Linked DNA regions of Mus musculus: all the other regions are linked to region 3. A link is a contact called in public Micro-C data. All regions are on one chromosome and are shown on one strand. Each heading gives the region's core, a stretch centred on a gene start, on an enhancer-like site or on the middle of the called end of the contact. The rest is flanking DNA. Distances are from core to core; before and after follow the strand shown. Region 1 holds the start of Disc1 (disrupted in schizophrenia 1). Region 2 overlaps Trim67 (tripartite motif-containing 67). Region 3 holds the start of Egln1 (egl-9 family hypoxia-inducible factor 1).

The links. Hi-C and Micro-C count contacts between places; a contact is called where the count stands out from the background.
Region 1: a contact with region 3 is called in a Micro-C map of stem cell-derived neurons, with 5 times the contacts expected there. The contact joins the promoter of Disc1 here to the promoter of Egln1 in region 3. A contact is called at or near these places in 3 of 39 promoter capture datasets (embryonic stem cells, neural stem cells and trophoblast stem cells), 1 of 15 datasets of contacts at CTCF or cohesin (CD8 T cells), 10 of 484 Hi-C or Micro-C datasets (CD4 T cells, the N1E-115 cell line, the P5424 cell line and 5 more), 8 of 115 datasets of contacts at active chromatin or transcription factors (effector CD8 T cells, embryonic stem cells, forebrain and 4 more) and 3 of 9 other capture datasets (adipose tissue, liver and pancreatic islet).
Region 2: a Micro-C map of brown adipocytes shows a contact between it and region 3, with 4 times the contacts expected there. The contact joins the enhancer-like site here to the promoter of Egln1 in region 3. A contact is called at or near these places in 1 of 39 promoter capture datasets (pre-B cells), 2 of 484 Hi-C or Micro-C datasets (brown adipocytes and cardiomyocytes), 4 of 115 datasets of contacts at active chromatin or transcription factors (the 230-238 cell line, embryonic stem cells and memory CD8 T cells) and 1 of 9 other capture datasets (liver).

Annotation. Positions count from the first base shown.
Region 1 is chr8:125,052,646-125,056,857 of GRCm38.p6, forward strand. It overlaps Disc1 (disrupted in schizophrenia 1), which reads left to right and starts at 1,550. Exons shown (of 13, transcript NM_174854.2): 1 at 1,550-1,639. The coding sequence starts at 1,585.
Region 2 is chr8:124,832,302-124,836,593 of GRCm38.p6, forward strand. It overlaps Trim67 (tripartite motif-containing 67), which reads left to right. Exons shown (of 10, transcript NM_198632.2): 10 at 1-2,403. Among named protein-coding and RNA genes, the nearest start is that of 2810004N23Rik, 29 kb to the right of the region's middle. Within about 2 kb of position 1,625, at least 30 of the 459 cell types and tissues checked have an H3K27ac peak or open chromatin away from gene starts, as enhancers often do. A contact at or near this core is called in brown adipocytes and cardiomyocytes, where this site is marked.
Region 3 is chr8:124,947,806-124,951,828 of GRCm38.p6, forward strand. Egln1 (egl-9 family hypoxia-inducible factor 1) reads right to left here and starts at 1,449. Exons shown (of 5, transcript NM_053207.2): 1 at 428-1,449. The coding sequence starts at 1,249. It overlaps Gm46060 (a long non-coding RNA gene), which reads right to left and starts at 420. Exons shown (of 2, transcript XR_001778719.2): 1 at 1-420.

The DNA.
Region 1 (4,212 bases), core at 300-2,799, 100 kb after region 3:
TAGAAGAGGGTGCCTGATTAGTCCTCTGGAGCTGCAATTGCAGGTAGCAGTGAGCTACTCAGGATAGATGCTGTGAAACTGAACTCTGATCCTCTGCAAGAATGCTATGTGCTCTGAACTGTTGGGCCAGCTTTCCAGCCCCTGTTTTAAGACAGTTTATGTTATATATTCAGAGGTATGCCTAGTTATCCTCGGGAGTGAGTCAGGTAGACCTGAGAGTGTTTATGGCAGGCTGGCCAATTCAACTGTATTTACTACGGAGTGCCTCCTGAGGAGGAGAGGCGTTCCATTCGTTTTAGCTGACCACTTCAGATCGATCGCAGGCCATCACTGAGGGGAGTCAAGGCAGGAACCTAAGGCAGGCCTGCTTGCTATAGCACACAGCATTAACCTCCAATGGAGAGCTCACTTCACTGCCAATCAGGTATAGCAGGAACCACAGAGGACGCTGTTTGCCAGCTGGCTCGTAGATGGGCTTCAGCTCACTTAGCTTTCTTGGATAGTTCGAAACCTAGGTAATGGTGCCGCCCACAGTGGGCTGGGCCTTCGAAGGCCAGTTAACTGTCCAGACCTTTCTTACAGACGCGATACGGGCCAATCTGATCTAGGTAATCATGGACTAAAGCTCTCTGCTCACAGGACCCTAGGCTATGTCACACTGACAGGTAAAGCAAACTAGGATACCAACACAGTGCCTTTTTCAACCCTGTTACCCTACCCACTGCACTAAATCCTGACTCTGCTCATGTCTTTATCAACTTCAGCCGCATCCGCCCGTGCTTACCCGAAGGTTCCTGGTAAGAGGCAACTGCTCTGGCCCACCTTTCCAGCACCTGGTCTTTTTTCTAGGGCCACAGGCTCCTCCCTTCCAGCACGCACTCTCCCAGGCTTCTTCCCACTGCCCCATGCTCCACCCACAGTCAGGTCTCCGGCTGACTCCATGCAGTTCAGTTTTGTAGGTTTATTTTTGCCTCGGGGTCCAGAGGCGAGGTTATGACGGGCCTAACCCCTGACTGGCACTTCCTGTACCCACTGTCCTGTAGCAGGTGCTTTGCTGAAGCAGCCAAAGGGAAGGGATGGGGGAGGTGAGCCAGCTGCCAGGAGCTTGGCACAAGCCAAGGCTTGTGCCGTGCTCCTGGCCAGCCCCGTGCTGCCAGAGATTCGATTCTCAAGTCATTTTTAACAGCTGCTCCCACCCCCCCCGACCTGTCATCTGTCACTTTCCTTCGGCTTCACCGCGACTTGGTAGGAAGAAGTCCCTCTCTTGACCACCCCGCCTTTTACTCCCAGGGTCTGGGAAGCGCCCAGTCTTTCGGTCCCTGGCCACACTGCCCCATCACACTTCCCCTCCTTGGTTTCCTCCAAGTGAAAAGCAAAACTTTCTGCGCTGCGGTCTGGGAGCCGCGAGGGGCGGCGCGCGCGCGCTAGCGAGGGGCCGAGGCTGGAGAGGAAGCGGCGGTCCTGGGCAGGAGGAAGAAGCCAGCCCTCGGCTCGGCCCCCTGCCCGTTTCCCGCCGCCTCCGCGGCCGCCGCTACCACCATCACCACCACAGTCACCGCCGTCCGGGGCGCAGCCGGCCGCACGATGCAGGGCGGGGGTCCCCGGGGCGCTCCGATCCACAGTCCGAGCCACGGCGCAGGTAGGGCCCGGGGTTCTGGAGGAGGGCGAACGAGGCCTGCCGAGATCCGGGCGCACCCTGATGCAGGGGAGGGAAATCGAGGCAGTGAGCGGGGAGTGCAGGGTGCGGGCGGTCGTGTCCCCAGCTCCCACTGCAGCTCCCGTCCAAGCGCGTCCCCGTCCCGAGAGTCCGGCCGCCCTGAGGCGCAGTCGGCGAAGGGCGCGCCCGCACTCCTTCCTTGCGAGGTCCCGGTGGCCGCGAAGGTTTCCGCAGCGCCCAAGTGCAGCTCGATCCCAGGACTCCCTCGGGTGGCCGGCGCAGACGCTGCGGGGACGCGGGGCGAGGTTGAGAGAGGTGTGGGAACTGCAGCCCGCACCTCCCGTGGGGCTGCTCGCCGCCCACTTCCGAGTGTGGACTGTGACGCGCAGGGCAGCGCAGGCTGAGGGGACCCGCTCCATTTCCTCTGTCAGCTTGGGCCACGTACCAACCCCGGTGATGACATCGAGTTAAGTGGGTGGCCGCTTTTCAACCTCAGCAACTCACTGTCAGAAACCCCAAGAAAAGAACGTGATGGCACACGCCTCTTTTCCTAGCACTCGAGAGACAGGAAGACTGTGGAGACTTTCTAATACAATCTGGGCTACAATAGTGAGACTCTATCTCAAAAACCAAAATCAAATCAGAACAATGAAAAATAAAACAAGCACGGAGATCTGCTCCAGACTGGGCTTTGCAGTTTGGGCGTGTGCTGTGCCAAGGAGAGAAGGCAAAGGACTTAGGAGCTTCTTTTGGCTCTTGGAGCCTCAGTTTACCCATCTGTGAAAGGAGCACTAATCACTAGCTTCCCTACCTCCTTAACTGGCTTCTATGAAGACATTTTTGCAATTGGGAGTTGGAAAATACAGGGTTGGTAGGTGGGTGTAGGGTAAGAGTCTTCTGCACCCGCATCCTGGACTCGGGAATGCCTTAGTTTTTCAATTTGTAAAATGGAGCTGATTTTCCTGCCTACGTGGTAGATTTTAAAAGGGGTTTAATGTGGTAGGAGGACATGAAACCCCTGGCCAAATCTCTGCGATACAAAGCAAATTCTCAAAAATCTCTTAGTTGCCCAGGCTAGCCTTAAATCTGCTGCCTAGCCCAGGCTGGCCTCCAATTTGCTAGCCTTTGCCTCCCAAGTGCTGGGATTACAGGTGTGCTCCACTACGCACGGGTCCTTAAGTATTATTTTGACCATGCAAGACCTAAATAATCGTGGGCAATACAGGAATGCCAGTGTGACATGTTAGTGTCTGAGTTACAGGGTATTTGAAAAGACATTTGGCACCTGACATGGAGACCGTTGAGGTTTAGCCAGGATTCTGCCCACAGCAAATAGAGCCCTGGATGAGAAACCTGCTTTCTGAGCTGTCTCTCCAAGTCTCGGGCTTTCTCTTCTGTTTATAAGAAAGAGAAAGCACCTGGGCTGTAATTATTACCTTAGCCCTGAGAGTGCTGCCCTGGGATGGAGAGCAGAACATCTGGAACTGGGGCAGGTGACAGCCTACAGGCGACAGGTGCCACTTTGCAGAGAGTGCATGGGCCAGGCACTTGGTCCTGCCCTTTGATGAGGTCCCCCTCACACCGGTGAGGGGCTGGTGCTACCATCCTCATCTTCCCTTGGATGTGGCAAGGGTTGGAGTCACCTGCCTGTGGCCCTGGTGGTTAAACAGGGACTGGGGCTCAAAGTCAGATGCAGGTGTCTCCAATTACAGGCTGAAGGGAAGGTGTCAGGTGGAGCCCAGGCTGAGCGTGGACCTTTGCCTGGTCAAAGGTAATACCTGGTCTTCTGTTTCTGCCGTTTATACCTATCTTCATCTATCTATCTATCTATCTATCTATCTATCTATCTATCTATCTATCTATCTATCTATCTATCATCTATCTATCTATCTATCTATCTATCTTCTATCTATCAATCATCTATCTGTATATCTTCTGTCTCTATCATCTATCTTCAGCATCTATCAATCATCTATTACCTATCTATCATTTATCCATCAATCTGTCTGTCTATCTTCTATCAATTATCTACCTACCTATCTATCAATCATCTATCTATCTATCTATCTATGTATCTGTCTATGTATCTATCTATCTATCTATCATCTATCTATCTATCTATCATCTATCTATCATCTATCTATCATCTATCTATCTATCTATCTATCTATCATCTATCTATCTATCATCTACCTACCTATCTATCAATCATCTATCTGTATATCTTCTGTCTCTATCACCTATCTTCAGCATCTATCTATCAATCATTTATTACCTATCTATCATTTATCTATCAATCTGTCTATCTATCTTCTATCAATTATCTACCTACCTATCTATCAATCTATCAATCATCTATCTATCTATTTATCTATCTATCATCTATCCATCAACCTATCTGTCTGTCTATCTATCATCTATCAATTATCTACCTACCTACCTATCTATCAATCATCTATCTATCTATCTATCTATCATCTATCTATCTATCTATCTATCTTCTATCTATCAATCATCTATCTGTATATCTTCTGTCTCTATCATCTATCTTCAGC
Region 2 (4,292 bases), core at 375-2,874, 120 kb before region 3:
CCAAAATGTCCTTAGCTGCCCTGTGGCCTGAAGGAATCCAGAGCCAGGGAGCAATATGCTGATAGCAGGGTGGGCCCTGAAACATGGACAAGCTCTGTGAGAGAAGGGGTAGGGGTGACCACTTTACTGAGCCCTGTCTTCTGTGAAAGGTACCCTAACCCCTCTCAGGTCAGTGACCATGGGCACGTACCTTCCCAGGGGCATCATGTCAGCCTTCATTCTTTGAGTGAAAGGCTTGCCCCTTGAGTCTGAGACATGATTCAGTGCTGCTGCCCGGGTTTGCCTTTCATCCTGTGGCCTGTTGCAGAGGTGAAGGGGGTGGATAAAACCATTTGGGGGTCCTAAGAACACATCACAGGACTGTGGGGGTGAACCCAGGGCTCTGTTTCTCTCCCAATTTTGGGGGTGGGACCTGGGTGCTGGAGAGCATTAAGCACCCCTGGTCTCTACTCTCCAGATGCCAATAGCACCCCCAGTTAGTGTGACACCCCCAATACCTAAGGGCACCCAGATGCCCCCTGGGGCTGGCCTGGATCTGGATTCGTTGGATGTTGACATTCATAGCGTTGGTGGGTACCTCTTCCTGTGTCACATAGGTCTGTCCCAAAGCCATTGGCCTAGTGTTAACCCAACCTAAGAATTCTTCACAGGTCTTCAGTAAGGAACAAAGGGCTCACATTTTCCCCAACTCCCATCTCCATTCTTGCAAAGGAAAACTTCCCTTTTCTTGGCCACAGTTTACTGGTAGGAGCAGGGACATCTTAATGGATCTAGGGCCCTCAAGGGGTTAAAGAATTCTTACCTATATTGTTAAAAGACTTTCAAAACCCACACTAGTCCTGGGAACTCTGGTACCCCAGGAAAAGCCAGTTGTCACTGACAGTCTAGTATGAACTCCTGGCTGAAGGGGTTCCTGACAGCTGAGGGGAAGAGGTGGGTGAAGGAAAAGGCAAGCTGAGGTAAACAGGAGGCTTGAGGCACGACCAAAGGCCAGAGTGCAGAGTATCCCTCACCACTTACCTCTTAAGCTGGCTTTGGTGTTGCCTCATGGCATGTGTGGGATGAATCTCCTAACTGTTCTGTGCCTCAGTATCCCTCCCTGCAACAGGACTGGTCATACCAACCTACCTCCGCTGTGTGGATCATGGAACAGTCTCAAAAATAAGGTTTGGGCTAAATGGCTCATTTAGTGGATGTAACCTGGGTGGGTGTTATTATGTCCTCTAACCACAATATCTTCCCGTAAGCTCCCCGTGACCAGGGCAGCACTTGTCACACTGCTGCCTGGCATTTCAGACAGCTCACATGACCACAGCAAGCACATTCCTTTAGTGGAGAGCCTGGGTTAGTGAAATGTTCCAGGGCCTTGACCAGGCCAAACCCTGAGTGCTAAAGACATCTGCATGTGCTATCCCCGAAGCCAAGAACATATATTAGCCAGACTTTTGCTTCCCGTTCCTTCAGTTCTGGTTTCTAGGACTCCCCCAACCCCATGGCATTTGGCTTTTGTTTTCCAACAGTGGGGATGGCTTTGGAAGTCACCTGAGAGTGTTATGACATACAGCTGAACTAGGACCTCGAGGGGATGGCTGGTCTCAAGTGAATTTTAGACAACTGACTGCTGCCAGGATTTCCTGGCATAAACTAAGAAGGGTGGGAGCCTGACCTCTTCCACGAACGAGCAGGGCTGAACTCGGTGGGAGGAGCTGGGACCCGACTCTAGGTGAAATGTCTCCCTCTAGTAGTGATGCTCACTGAGAACCCCGTTGTCAACTCGGCTCTGGGAAAGTTCCCAGAGTTGGAGGGCTAGAAGTGGGGCCCTGGGCACCATTAAGGCTACACAGCTGCTGGAGATTTGGGAGTGGCCCGCGGTGGCCGTTCCAAGCCCCAGGAGACTGGACTTCCCTAAGCACCCCGCCGTCTCAGCACCAGCGGAGAGTGGGGTGTAGACACAACTGAAAACGTGAATGCATGATATAGAACCGCCGCCTTTGCACTGCGCGGCGCACTGAGCATGAACGGTGTTTGTATAATGTTGGCGAAGGAATTTAACAGAAACAGAAAGCTGTGTACCGTTGTTTGGCCCCGTTTTCCCGCCTTTCCTTGCCTTCTCTTCCCCCACTCTCCCTACTGATTCTGTTCCCAGTGGTTGGTATTTGGTGACAGCTCTTGGTTCTGTGGCTGTTTATGTCTCACTGAAAACACGGAGGGGTGGGCAGTGGTAAGGAAAGTACTTTTTTTCTAATTTTGTATAGCTATCCACAAGCGTTTGTATTTTTTGAATTGCAAACACTGTTTTCTGGTCCTTGGGGGTTGGTTAAACTTCCTGTATTACTTTTTGGAAAACTTGAGTTTTACCACATTCTTAAACAGATTTGAAATAAATTCTTTTGACACTGCCAACAACTGGAAGACGGGTGTGCTCTGTGGTCACTAGTGAGGGGTCACTTCCGAATTCCCACAGACTGACCCTGGCTGAGTTCTGGTTAGCTCCTAAATCAATCTCAAAGTAAAGGTGTAGTTTCAAATTACAAAGCACAACTTCTCCAGTGAAATTATAGCTCCATTTAAAAATGTGTGTGTGCATGCATGTGTGTGTGTGTGGTGTGTGTGTGTGATGTGTGGTGTGTGTGTGTGAGTGTGTGGTGTGTGTGTGTGAGAGTGTGTGGTGTGTATGAGTGTGTGTGTGTGGTGTGTGAGAGTGTGTAGTGTGTATGAGTGTGTGTTGTGTGTGTGTGTGTGTGGTCTGTATGAGTGTGTGTGTGTTGTGTGTGTTGTATATGTGTGTGTGTGTATGTGTGTGTGTGGTGTATGTGTGAGTGTGGTGTGTATGTGTGTGTGGTGTGTATGTGAGTGTGTGCGTGTGTGTGCATGCACATATATGTGGAGGTTGAAGGTTACCTCAAATGCTCTTCCATTGCTGTCCACTTTTCCTTTTTGAGATAGGTTCTTTAAAAAAAAATTTTTTTTTCCAAGACAGGGTTTTTCTGTGTAGCCCTGGGTGTTCTGGAACTCACTGTAGACCAGGCTGGCCTTGAGCTCACAGAGATCCGTCTACTTCTGCCTCCCAAGAGCTGGGATCAAAGGCACGCACACACTACCACCGCCCAAGACAGGTTCTTTTATGGGCCTAGCACTTGCAAATCCAGCTAGACTGGCTGACCAGCAAGCCCCAAGACTACCTGCCTGTCTCCACGCTTCTGGAATCCTTAGTACATACACCCTGTTCTCTATGTAGGTCCTATGGCTCACAGAAAAGTCCTCATGCTTACGTGTGTGGGAAGCTCTACCAACTGAGCCAGCTCTAATCACAGACTCATTTTTGCAGAAGGCAAGCAGACTGGGGACATGTAAGAGTCCAGATAGGGTTAAGCCAGGTGCAGTGGCTCACACTTGTAATCTCAGCACTTGGGAGGCCGACGCAGGAGCAAGCTCAAGACCAGCCTGTTCTATATGGTGACACCCAGCCTTGGAAACAAGAAGTAAATCCATGGATTCCTGACCTGGACTCCAGGACAGCTTTGAGCAAGCATCCCAAACTGAGCATCAGGAATAACATATGCCCCTTGGCAGTGTGGCCCAGAGCTTCACTTCTGTCCTTCCTTGAGCTATGATATTTTAAATTTTTACTTTTTTGAGACAGGGTCTCACTGTGTAGCCCTTGATGATCTGGAATCCACTGTGTACACTAGACTGGCTTTGAGCTCATGGCAATCTGCCTGCCTTGGCCTCCTGAGTGCTGGGATTAAAGGCCTGTACCACCTTTAAGTAGCTCTTCTCTGTCCAACTGTTCCTAAGACTAGTGAATGGGGCTCAGTAGGTGGGATGGAGTGGCTGTAGGTTGGGTTTTGAGGGAGACAAGCTCTCAAGGGAGGAAGGGTTGGAGTTTATGTCCCAGGAGTGATCTTGGAAGTAAGCAGGACCCAACAAGGGAGGTATTAAGGCAATAAAAGGCTGAGCATAGTATAGTGGCTTATTCCTGTAATTCTAACACTCAGGAGGCTGAGGAAGAGGTTCACTGTGAGTTTGAGGCCAGCCTGAGCTATGTAGTGAAATCCATCTTTAGCTACAGAGTGAGAAACTCAGTGTCAAAAATCCAAAGCAAAACAGAAAGGCGTAAGAGAGAGTCCTGTCCTTTCTCATCCACTGCTAGCTCTCTGAAGACTGCTGGTCCCTGTGGTTCCCCCCTGCTCTCCAAGGTCTGGGCAGTCCGGCCCTGTCCTGACTCCCCGTGGCATCCCAGCTGCCCGCTGACATGTCGGTCTCTACGGTCCTCATGTCCACCAGGAGGC
Region 3 (4,023 bases), core at 199-2,698:
GTAGGGACAGCCAGCAAGATAAAGCTACACGGGGGAGGGGAGCAGGCCGCCAAGCTTTTCCTGAATACAGGGAGTTTTCCGACCACAGGCTTTTAAATGAACCTTTCTGGGGGCAGCTGACAGAGTCCTAGCTAAACACAGTGTCTGGCTCTCAATCAGAGCCGGGTGCGCGCTAAAAACCGCGGGGCTTTTAACTAGCTCAGGCACACAGGCAAGATAAGATGCATCACCCAGACCCGGTGTAGCTGGTACCCCAACGACCCCCACGAGTGACCAGGGCTCCGGCAGGCTCTGCACTGTGCACTGTGGCAGACAGTACAAGGACAAAAGGAGCCACGCTAAGACAGAGCGCCGGGCCCCGGGTCTGCGGGGGCGGGGGGTGGTCCTCACAGACCCTCCTCCGGTCGCAAGAGCCCCAGCCACTTACTTTCGTTCGGCCGTTTATCCTGTAGTTGCCCAGCTTCCCGCTGCAGTGGCGGATCAGGTCGTCCATGCTGCTCATGAGCAGGCCGATGGTTTCGCAGCCGGGCTCTTTGCCCTCGATCCAGGTGATCTGGTCCCCCCGGATGTCCTTGGAAGAGTCACTCTTCTGGCTGACCAGCTGCCCGTCCGTGAACTTGCCGGTGTCGTGCAGGGCGCGCACCTCATCGCCGATCTGCTGCCCGGTCTCCCTGCCCAGGAAGTCGTCCACCACGCAGATGCCGTGCTTGTTCATGCACGGCACGATGTACTCCAGAGCCAGCTTCAACGCGGGCAACGGCTTGGTCTGCCCGTTGGGCCGCAGCCCTCCACCGGGACTCAGCGCCTCCCCGGGGCCGCCACCCGCTGGGCACAGGCTGGCGCGCTCGGGGCCCGGAGACCGGCTAAGCGGAGGATCCTCGGAGCCGGGCTCTGCTGGGCCGGGGCCGCTCCGGGCCTGCGCCGCGTCCTCCGGGCCCGGTACGCGCGAGGCCGCCGCGCTGTCCCCGCGCCGGGCCGCCCCGCCGGCGCGCGCGGCTCCGGGGGCCCCACCGGGCGGGGGCGCGACGCGGGGCTGCGCCGGCGCGGGCTGCGCGCGGGGGGCCTCGCCGCCCTGGCACACCAGCTTGTGCTTCTTCCAGTCCTGGCGCTGGTGCTCTTTGCAGCAGTAGAAGGAGCTGCGGCAGCGGCCGCAGCGCAGCAGGTTCTCCATCTTCCCGCACAGCTCGCAGTACTGCCGGTCGCGCTCGCTGGCGCTCAGCACGCCGGGCCCGCCGCTGTCACTGGCCATGGCCGCGGCAGGGCGGGCCGCGGGCCGGGAGCGGGGCGGCGGCGGGGCCGTCGGGGCGCCCGCCCGGGGCCGCCGCCCGCTGCGGGAGGCCGCGCGCGCCCTGGCCTCGCCTGCCTTGCCCGGGGCCGCCTAGCGCCGCATCGCGCCGGAGAGAGCGCGGCCTGCGCGGCGCACAGCGCCCTGGGCGGGCGGGCCCAGCCGGCTGCGTCGGGGCGGGCGGGCAGGGCGCGGGCCTGCGGGCGCCACTCGCTCCGCGCGCGCTGCACGTACACCACGGCCCCGGCGACCCGGCGCGCGGGCGGAGAGGGCGGGGGCCGCGCGCACGCGGCGGGCCGGGCCTAGCGGGCGGGCGCGCCGCTTCCTCCGCCCTCCCCTCCTCCTCGCGGCTCCGCCCGGGGCGCGCGTCGCCGGCCTGCGCGCGCGCAGCTCCACCTGCCTGTCCGGGCCCGCCGGCAGCGCTCCGGGGCTGCCTCGGCCACCTCGGTCCCGCGGAGGAGGAAACGGAAGCTCAGACGGCCGCTGGGCCGCTCCAAGCTCCGGGACGGCCGCTGCGCGCTCCCGGTCTGCTGCTCCCCGGAGGCCGCGGAGGGCACAACAAAGGCCCCCCGGGCAGCCTGCTCCGGGACCGGCTCCTGCAGTCGCCGGGCCTGGTTCTGGCTTTGCTTTGTTTTTGCTTTTCTGCGGTCCTTAAACTCTTGAGATTTCTCCCGGTTCCGGTTCGAGACCTCTGGGTTAAGTAAGGTAATCAGGGCTCGGTTCCAGATCCGCATTCAGGCCTGAAGCTCTCAAGAGCATAGTCCGTGAACGAAGCTGCACAGGGAGTTAAAGTCTCACATTAGAATCTGCCAATAGTGTCTGCAGAATTATGAGGATTATTACGGGCTTTCTTTGTTGTCTTGAGACGCAGCCCGGTAGTCCTCGGAAGTAGATTCTCCTACCTCTTCTGGTCAGTGGTAAGGTGATTAGCGTGAGCCCTCTTTGCCAACTCAGTTATCTGCATTTTGTTTGATTTCAGTGTTGTAAATTGAGACGAACACACTAGTTGCTGTTTCTTTGTTTTTATGAAACCTTCAAACCTCATAGAGCTTGGCACGGTGGTAAACGGCTTTAATGCTGGCACTCAGAGGCAGGAAGATCATTGTGAGATTGGGGCCAGCCTGGGCTACAAAGTGAGTTCCAGGATCAAACGCACTTGCACACACAGCTCAGAGAAACAAACCAGAGACTGTCGGTTCCACGTGTGATTTGTAGTAAGTAACTAGTGGGGCCGGGGCAAGGAGAATGACGGGTATATTTGGAGCTGCAGAGAGGGAAGCAAGAGCTGTACAGGTTGAGGACCAACCTGCTCTATGTGGTGGGTTCTGGGACAGCCAGGGCTACGGAGTTCGACATGGTCATACAGCCTCCAAAACAGAAGGACCTCCCTAGGTGCAAACATTTGTCATAATGTACACACACGGTCGTATACTTGAGTGTAGCCATTGGGACAGACAGCCGAGAATTTAAAATTGCTGTTTGGATGCCAGGGGGAACACAGAAACGGGAATTGTTAGCTCTGCCATTTGAATGAAGTTGCAAGCAAACAACTCCGAAATGTAAGAGCGACAACATTTACACGCATACACTTTGAGAATAATCTTGAAGCTGAACATGGTGGTAGCACACGTCTGTAGTGCCAGCTCTTGGGAGATGGAGACTGAGTTCATCTTTGCTTACACAGAGGCCACCCCTGACTACATGAGCTCCTTCCCAGTGCAAAAATACAAAGCCATTTTGATCTGGGGGTGTAGTTCAGGGGTACAGTGCTTGCTTGCTGTATGCAAAGCCCTCAGTTCATTTCCCGGGACCAAAGAAAATATTTTTCTGAAATGCATACATTGAATGCAGGAAGCAGGCTGGGCCTGTGGCTCATTTAGCTCTTTGCTGGAAGCCTAGAGTCCTAACCTTGATCCCCAGGAACCTCCCCCCACAACCTCCCCCCCCACACAAGTAAGTAGATATAAGTAGAATCAGATAGTTCTTCGGCCTCTTTTTTGCTAGAGTACATACACTTTTTTTTTTTTTAACTGTTTGTAAAAGGAACTTGTCTTGGCAGGAAGCAACAAGCAGGGAATTTGTTACAATTCTTTTACATTTACTTGCTTGTACTTATTAAAATTGCCCACATAGTCAAAGGACTCTAATTTTTTTTATTACAGCTTATTGGTTTAGGGTGTATGTGTACATAATGTGGGCATGTACAATCCACAGTGCGTCTGGAGGTCAGAGGACAACAGAGGAAGCTCTCTCCTTTGCTCTCTCCTTCAATCTCGGCTCAGGCTCAAGGTGTCGGTCCCAGGACCTCTCCCTGCCAAGCCGCTGACCCCAACAGTTTCTCTCTCAGGAGGTTAACGTTCAGTTTAGCTCTCTACATGGTTTGTGTGTGTGTGTGTGTTTAACTGTATTTTTTACTGAATTCTACTTAAAGACATCAGACTTAAGATTTTAGTGAACAGAATCAGTCATGGCTCTCATGCGGTCGCACACTGACAACGCTGAAACAGTTCCGAGTTTCAAGTTCCAGGCCAGCCTATCTCAGAAGACAAGTAACCCAGAAATGCCTGGTTACTTTTCTTGTTGCAATTAAGCATATAGAATCACAAACATACAGTTAATAGAAAGTCAAATACAGAAGGCAGGAAAGATGGATCAGTGGTTAAGAGCACTGGTTGTTCTTCCAAAGGACCTAGGTTCAAATCCCAGCACCCATGTGGCAGCTCACAACTATAACTCTA